2 separate regions of the Zea mays genome follow, and region 1 is linked to region 2. A link is a contact called in public Hi-C data. All regions are on one chromosome and are shown on one strand. The core of a region is the stretch at or near the end of the contact, and the rest is flanking DNA. Distances in the headings are between cores, read along the strand shown.

Region 1 (4,041 bases), core at 127-2,626, 140 kb before region 2:
GCGCGGCCAATGGAGGGGAAGCTGGGCCGGAGCGGGGAGAACACCTTGTCGTGTTGGAGCCGTACACCGGAGGGGATGTGCTGCACAGTGGGCGCGACGACGAGAGGGTTCCGAGCCGGTGCGGGAGACAACAGAAGACGACAGCGCGGGAGTGAACAACGGATAGCGAGCGAAAGCTAGCACGCTACAGATAGCGGACGACGAACGCACCCTAAATTTTACCGGAGGCTATAGCGGATCTTATTGGAGGCCTCAAAGACGCCTCGGTCTGCTATTTCTAGCGTACAGGTCGGTTTACCGAACCTTGTTGGAGATAGCCTAACAGACCAATATCATAAATGATATAATAATAGCTTGTATTATTCTTCACAAATTTAAAATCATGTGCCCAATGTAAATAGATAATTCATCTGTTTATATATATATATTTTCCAATATACATACAAACAACAACGGTTTTGTGGGCCGAACATGTCAAGCTTGAATTTCATTCTAGAATTATATAATCTAGCTTATGGATTATATAAGCATCTATTGATATGTTTATGGATATTATAACCTAGATATCTAGATTATAGAATCCACATAATAATATGTGTTGGTTGTTTATATATATTTAAACTAGATTATACTCCCTCCATCCAAAAATCTTCATCATCGGAGCCTCCCTCACCAAGACAAGGAAGCCTCTCCGTTTGCAAGGTTTCCATTTAATGGCCGCTGTAAACTTAATTACCTGGCATTGTTTTTGTTTTCCCAACGCAAGTATCCGTGACGGGAAGGATGGATCGAAGAGTCACGGGTGGCCGGAGATAAGATGAAAGTGTGGTCCTAGCTTATACGATGTAGATTCTTGTTTAAGAGCAAAAATACCAAAGCAGATCGAAGGGACTGAAATCCCTTTCTAATTTAAAGTTAAATATCAAAGATTTTAGCCCATTCAATTCTGTTCGGTATGTTTGAACAAACAGGAGGCCTGACTACGGCGGGGCATCGCCGGCCGGCGCAGGGAAAAAAACTGGAAGCACGCATGTGGCATAGCTGGTCGCGTACCTGGGTGAGGAGGCTGAGCAGGTGGCGCTTCCAGAGCTCGTTGTCTTCGGTGGAGAAGGCGGTGATGGTGTCCTGGCCGCCGAGTGGAGGAGGAGGAACGGTGCCCAGAAGGCCTGGACGCGGTGAGTGCGCTCGAAGGACTGTGGGTCCACGCCCTTGGGCACGCGCGTCTGGGAGAGGTACCCGAGCGCGTAGATGGCGATGGAGTCCGCGAGCAGGTAGGCCAACCATAGAAGCAGGCTCAGCACGGCGGAGACGTTACGCTTGCGGATGCCGGCGGAGAAGAGGAGGAACACCTGGAGGGCGAGGCTGGTGAGCACAAGCATGCGGATCTCCCACTCATTCCATGTTGTCAGGAAGCTGTCCATGTATGTCCAGTTCGCATCCATTGTTGATTCGCTGCCTGCCTCTGTCCTTTGCCTTTTTCTTGGGGAAGGAGGGTTTTGTTTAGTACATCCGAGATCAGTACAAACGAATCAAGTCGTCTCTGGGTCAACACTAGGCACTAGCGACTGGTGACCATCAACACTAGGCACTAGCGACTGGTGACCAACCGGCGACCGCCGATGTGGCCATGGCTTGTCCTCAGTCAGTCTCCGTTTACTGGCTACTAACTATTACGCGTTTTGCGCCCACTTGATTGAGCTGCTATGCAAAGTCACAATTCCCGGCGCTTGTCCGGAGAAACGCTGAATAATTGTCTCCTGTTTAGTCGTCTCTCTACAAGCCACACTCCTGAGGCTGAAGAGGAAGGCCGACGTCGCGATGGCCGTGGAAGTCGTCCAGTTTCTTGTGAAGAAGTTCGTGGATAGCTTCACCGAGGAGGCAGCGGACGCAGAGGCGGAGCTCCCTTTCCGCGCCCAATTCCACGACATGAGGACCGATCTGGAGAAGGCGGCCGTTTCTCCCGCCAACGCCGATGAGCTCCGGGAGTGCCTCTACGAACTCAACGACTTGCTCGCCGAGTGCCGCAGGCTCGCCAACCGGCCTAATCAGCAGCGCTGGTGCTTTGCCCAGTCCGACGCCTGGCGCTTCCCCAAGACCAAGAAGAGGGTGACCGCGGTCAGGCGCAGAGTCCTCGAGTGCGTCGAGAACGACTCCGGTGGCAACGCTGCGGCGTCGCAGGAGGACGCCGCCGCTGGGTTGGACCGCTGGACGACGTCTTGGCTCGAAGGGAGCAGGATCCATGGGTTTGACCAGCAGCTCGCGGAGCTGGAGTCCATGGCGTTCAGGGACTGCGGCGCGGGGAAGCTTAACGGCGTTGGCATCGTGGGCATGGGCGGCATCGGGAAGACCGTGCTCGCGCAGCTCCTGTTCAGCAGCCCGCGTGCGAAAGGCCGTTTCTTCCCCAGGATATGGATGTGCATGTCGCGCACCGCCTCTGCTGGAGCAGACAGACGCAAGGAAGTTTTGCAGGGGATGCTCATGGCTCTTGGACACGAGGAGGATGCCATCCTGTCCATGAACGGCAGCGATAGCCTGACAGAGCTGACGATCGCCGTCCACGAACAGCTCGAGGGGAAGAGGTTCCTCATAGTGTTCGACGACGTGTGGCACATCGATAGCTGGTACTCTGACGTTGTTGGCGTTGGCCCCCAGAACGCCATGCGGAGAGCCGACGACCTGTCTGTCTTATCAGAACGCCTCGCGTTCGCACTGCCCAAAGGGAGAGGTGGCCTGGTGATCGTCACCAGCCGGCTGGAGCAGGCGGCAGAGGCGATGGTGAGGAAGAGCTGCTTGTACCGTGTGCGGCCATTGGTGGACAGCGCGAGCTGGGCAATTTTCATGGATGTTGTTCTTTCCCAGCCCCAGGAGAAAAAGGCTGTCGATCTTGTCACTGTTAACCATATGAAACAGGAGATCCTTGAGACTTGTGGCGGGTTCCCATCGGCAGCCAAGACAATGGGAGACATCTTCGCAAGCAGCAGCGTTTCGCCACCTGCATCGACATCTACCAGCGAGGAACTCGGCAAGAGTGACCATATCATCACTGCTAGGTAACAGCGGAAGCCTGAAATAGGCAACACATATGTTGTGGTAGATCCGTTTGTAGAAGCGAGTAGTGACAAGTGGCTTCGAGAATCCTCGCCTGGTTGGAACACCGGACAAGTTTCCTGTTTATTCCTGTGAAATTAATAAACCGAGAAAATAAGCTGATTCATGTGAAATTCCTTCAAGATTCTAATGAAATTCCTGCGTTGCAGCAGTCTAAATGAATGCTTTCTACATAAACATAGCAGGAAAGGGGGTTATATGCACACATTAAGACAAGCTCAAATTTCTCAGTTCTGTAACATTACCCTCAATTTTCTCAGTTCTGTAACATTACCCTGATTATTGCTTGGGCTGCATTCTTTTTGCAAACGTAGTTTATTTGTCCATAATATTTAAAGTATGATGAGCTATTGTCAAAGAGTTGATCGGCGTCGGTTGAGATTGGAGAGTAACCATGGCGAAAGTGTGGTATTGTGCAACATGTCTTGGCGTACCATACGCCGGTATGGAGCATAGAGACGATGATCGATGGTGATGGCGAAGGTGAAGTCAAGCAGATTTATGCATATGGATCGGGAGCGATGAAGGACGAACGATGAGGCTTGAACCGAGGGACTAGAGAAGCCGAAGAACCAATTGTGATGGCTGACACCTGAGGAAGAATACATATAGGAGTAGACTATGTTGACCAAATATTGAACTGAGAGGTTTGAGAGGTTTCGAGAACCTCAAACTGGTCCGACGATGGTTAGTCAGACCATACACCCTTATAATACACTCTTGATGGCTATATCTGAGACAACTAGATCACTATGACCATTGAGTATCGTCGGACCGAGGCAGATGATCCAACGGCCAGGCATTGGGTAATCCAACGCCTGTGAGTTTAGCATAGAGTTATTTTAACAGATAGTTGGCCAATTGCGTTGTATAAATACATTTCAACTAGTCTATTCTCACTCTCTTGCCCATTTGATCAGTTAAAGAAACATT
Region 2 (4,204 bases), core at 1,176-3,675:
GCGTCCACGAGAGTAAGAAAGGGATTGAGAATTAGGGCGAGTGGCGTACTCGCCGCACGAGCCTTCACCTTGCCAGTCGCACCTGAAGACCTGCGTCACGAGCGTCGGATGTTCGTACGACTGATCGAGATGGTTCCAGTCGACCCCGCAGCTCGGCCATCGCTAACAGTGGAAGGGTCAAGGACCAACCTCGCAAGACGACACATGAGGGACGAGGGAGGAGAAAGCTACGACTCTCCGGCATAAGATAACACGACCAGGTTAGGGGCCAGCACAAACCAACCTCACGACCGTTATGGGACGACCGACAATGATCGAGGTGTCGATAACACCGGCCGACGGAACCAGCGATGCAAGTTCGCCACCATAAGGGCCAACCTTCGACTCCCCGTTCGGCGAGCTAGAAAACGAAAGCGATATGATCTCTCCTCTGACGCTTGAGCCCATCGCCCTGTGAGGAAGGTTAGTCACCGATACGATGGAGGGGCGGGAGTTGAGTGAGTGCTTGGTCACTACCCACCTTTCCTACGATGTGCGGTGCTTAGACCGGCCCTAGTAAGAGCACTCCGAAGCTAGGCGCTTACCGTGATCCATGACCAGCCGATGAGACCCCGAGAGGTTGGAGGCAACAAAACCATCCCAACTAAATACCGCTTTTAGAAAACACAAAGCAACGACTGAAGTCTGTTGGGGGTAAGCACGGAGCGAGCCCCTATTTATAGCGTCCAACTGAAGCCAACAGTGGACTTTGCTGGTTACATTCGACAACGACAAGCGACAAAAAGGAATAAGACAATGTCCAACCCGACACATGTCCGACCCGTTATCAGCCCCCAAAGGGAGACACTCTCCCCTTTAGGGCTCGGGGGCTATTGTTGGGGAAATGGTCCCCGGTCCCTGGACCCACCAGTCAGTGAACGCGCTTAGGAAAGGGCCCCAGATCGTTGGGTCCGTTAGTTAGTTAGAAGAGACAGGCACACCAACTCTAGAAGGACCCACCCCCGGTCAAACCCGCGGCACCGAGCCTGGGGCTGGGTGTGCCGGAGCCTGACAAGGAGGACGAGCGTGTCGAAAGGGAACCACTCGAGTGGATCCCGCGCCCGGCCTCGGACTGACCTGCCGTAAATGGCTGGCCGCATTAACCACGCCTAACATCGAGCCACAGCGTGACCACCAGTCCACTTTCCACTCATGACCTAAGGACCCCTCAGGCCGCATAGCACTCATGACCTACAAACCCTCGGACTACTGTGCATTAATGGCTCGCGCGCCCACGGACTGCGACACACTTATGGCCTATCGGACTAGGCCTGAATGCGCATACCTCCCGCAGGGCACTACACGACGGACTGCACAGAGCCCTAGGCTACAGAAGCCAGGTCTCGACATAGCCGGAATGATGCAACTAGGACCATCGCCGCCCCCGCGTCATCCACTACGATAAATACGCGATAGCCAGGCAGCCCTAGGCCCCGCGAGTACACATGGACTTACCCGAGGTAAAACACTAATTTTACCCCTACCTTATGGCTCCTTCCTAGAGGAGTCACCGTTGGCCGATCCTTCTCCCGATCTATAAAAGGGAGAGGGTCGCCTCAGGACGAGAGGACGGAGAGAGGATATCGACTTGGAGACGACCGGAGGCCTTCAGACGGAAACGAGCCCACAAGGATGAATAGGAGGAGGAGCGCCGACGAGGACCAGGAGGCCGGAGCCCCCACTAAATCAAGACTTAGCTAGGACTCCACCTCTCAGCTTCTAAGCTCCACTTCCACCCCAACAAGAGACATGAGAGCCTCCCTCCATCTCTCGATTGCTTATAACCCCTACTACGAGTTTCCTCATCAATGGTGATGGTAGTGCAAGTCACCGATGACTAGATATTGGATGTTCTATCCGAACCAGTATAAATCTTGCGCCCTCCGCGCACACCCTCCAGAGCCCGGAACGCGCAATTGCGCACAATAAATTTACTTGTCGGAGCGAGGTACGAAACACCGATAAGATAACACTGTTTATAGAGTGGAGTTTGAAATAGAAATTATGATAGGTGACGCTAGAGAGCCTTTACAGCCCTCATGTGAGAGCATATCCAATAATACTTCAAACTGCTGCCTCAAATTGAAATATAGAGCTTTACACAGGAAAAACTACTCCAACAACGCCTCATTTTATAAAATTTGGTCAAAAAATTATAAAACACACTCTCAAGTAACTCAAATACACTATATTGTACTGAGCTGTACTATAATATACATTTAAGGCTTTACAGTTGGAACTAGATATTTTGTTGGTGCACTAAATTATATTAAATATATTCATTTTTAAATTGTAGGATATTTTTTATAGGTCACGTCAGTGATCTATACGGATTGGCGAGGCAGGGCAACTCAAAACGGATTTTCTACCACAAACAGGCTTCTCAGCCGCGTGCCAGTGACAGGGTCTCGAATTCTCGATACGATCGTCTTGTCTACCCTACTGGCCTACTACTCAAGTCAAGGTCTCGCCTTCGCAATACTGCGTCCGCCTTTCTCTAGGCGACAGGCGAGCTCCCACGCCTCACCAAATTTTGGCGGGTTTTCGACCTGGACATTGCTCGTTGCCCGCCCTCCTCAGTTCCTGCATCTCTCCCATTCCACAGCTGCCGCCTGCCGGCATATCGCATACCCTAGGGCGCAGGGCCACTGGAAATCGCTGAAGCGCCTCGGTGCGAATGCTCCTCTCCAACATCTTTGAGCCGCACGGGACAGCAGGTGGGTGCTTTCTCGTTTTCTGAATTTTGGTTTCTCATTTGTGCCGTGTTACTTTTATCCCCAAATTAGAGATGCATATCATGCAAAACAGCAAAAGATACTTATCTAAATGGAGAAAAGGGCATACGCCCAAACCAACAAGTTTCTGTAACAAATACTAGTAGTGTGTGTGTGATTCTATTAAACTTGTATATGTCGTCCTATTGTTGACCAGACTAACCCAAGAAATACAACTGGAAAAAAAAACAGGATAAGCAGCATAATGGCGTCCTATTATTCCTCTTGGAGGCAAAGGCAGACAATCCGATTTCCAAGGCTGCAAACTATAAATCACGGTCAGGTGATTTCATTCCAACATATGCTCGGGCTGCTTGTTCGTCCAGATGTTGGAGTAATTGTCATCCAAGGTATTGCTGGCTCTGGAAAGACATGGGCTGCGAAGGCTGCATACCGGGCAGCAAGGACTTCGAATCTCTTTCAAGAGTATGTTTGGGTTCCCTTGTCAATTAACTGTAGCATGAGACAGTGTCTCAATAAGATTGCAGCATCTCTTTCATGTAACAAAGGAGATAACTTGTCTGTAGAAAGAACCAAGGCCATAATCAAGGAATATCTCACAGCACGGAAATTCCTCATTGTTCTTGATAATGTTTATTTTACTGAAGAGGGTATCTTAGAATACCTGGGAGTTCCTCGTCCTCGACAGCAAAGTCTTGGCTCAAAAATATTTGTGACTACACGAACTGTGAGGGGAGAATCAATCATGGAGCCAGATGTAGTTATAATGCCACAACCTCTTACTTATGAAGAGTCATACGACCTGCTGCGTGAAAAGATTGGAAAAGATATCAACTTTGCACATGACTTAATCAGTTGCTGTTTTGGCATGCCGCTCACAGTCATTCTATTGGCTGGGGTTCTGTATGGCTCACCTACACAAGAAGCATTTGATGAGTTGGTCGCAAAAGCGCATGTCACTCTAGAAGCTCAGACATCAGCGTTAAACACCATGAAGCGCCTGGTGAAATTTGGATACCAGCAGCTTCCTAACAATAATGTGCGACGATGCTTGCTGTACTGCCTACTCTTCCCGGAGGATCAAGGAATTTCAGTCAAAAATCTGGCACTGGAAAACAGATGGTCTACTCCAGAAAACTACTGATTTTGATGAGGTTAACCATATTGGCAAGGAAATTCTTGATGTTCTCATAAAGCATGGCATGTTATATTTGGACGTCGATGGTGATTATATACGTCGATGGCATGTTATATTTGGACGTCGATGGCATGTTATATTTGGACGTCGATGTAGATAGGAGGTCGTTCGATTCCATCACCTCCGCCACCTATAGCTTGACTACACGACGGCCTCAGGTATACTCGTTTTTTACACAATATTAATCGATCATATAACTGCTTGATGTGGTTAGTTATTTATTAGTGTATAG

What was found. A called contact is a pair of places that touch in the nucleus more often than the background predicts.
Region 1: a Hi-C map of leaf shows a contact between it and region 2, with 2.1 times the contacts expected there. The contact joins the promoter of LOC100501828 here to the promoter of LOC103651107 in region 2. A contact is called at or near these places in 5 of 25 Hi-C or Micro-C datasets (ear, leaf, root tip and 1 more).

What each region holds. Positions count from the first base shown.
Region 1 is chr3:193,575,109-193,579,149 of Zm-B73-REFERENCE-NAM-5.0, reverse strand. LOC100501828 reads right to left here and starts at 1,376. Exons shown (of 2, transcript NM_001196479.1): 1 at 1,054-1,376. LOC100281260 (disease resistance protein RGA4) reads left to right here and starts at 1,692. Exons shown (of 1, transcript NM_001154179.1): 1 at 1,692-3,215. The coding sequence starts at 1,819. The coding sequence ends at 3,054.
Region 2 is chr3:193,431,081-193,435,284 of Zm-B73-REFERENCE-NAM-5.0, reverse strand. LOC103651107 (disease resistance protein RPS2) reads left to right here and starts at 2,425. Exons shown (of 3, transcript XR_004857334.1): 1 at 2,425-2,756; 2 at 3,006-4,204.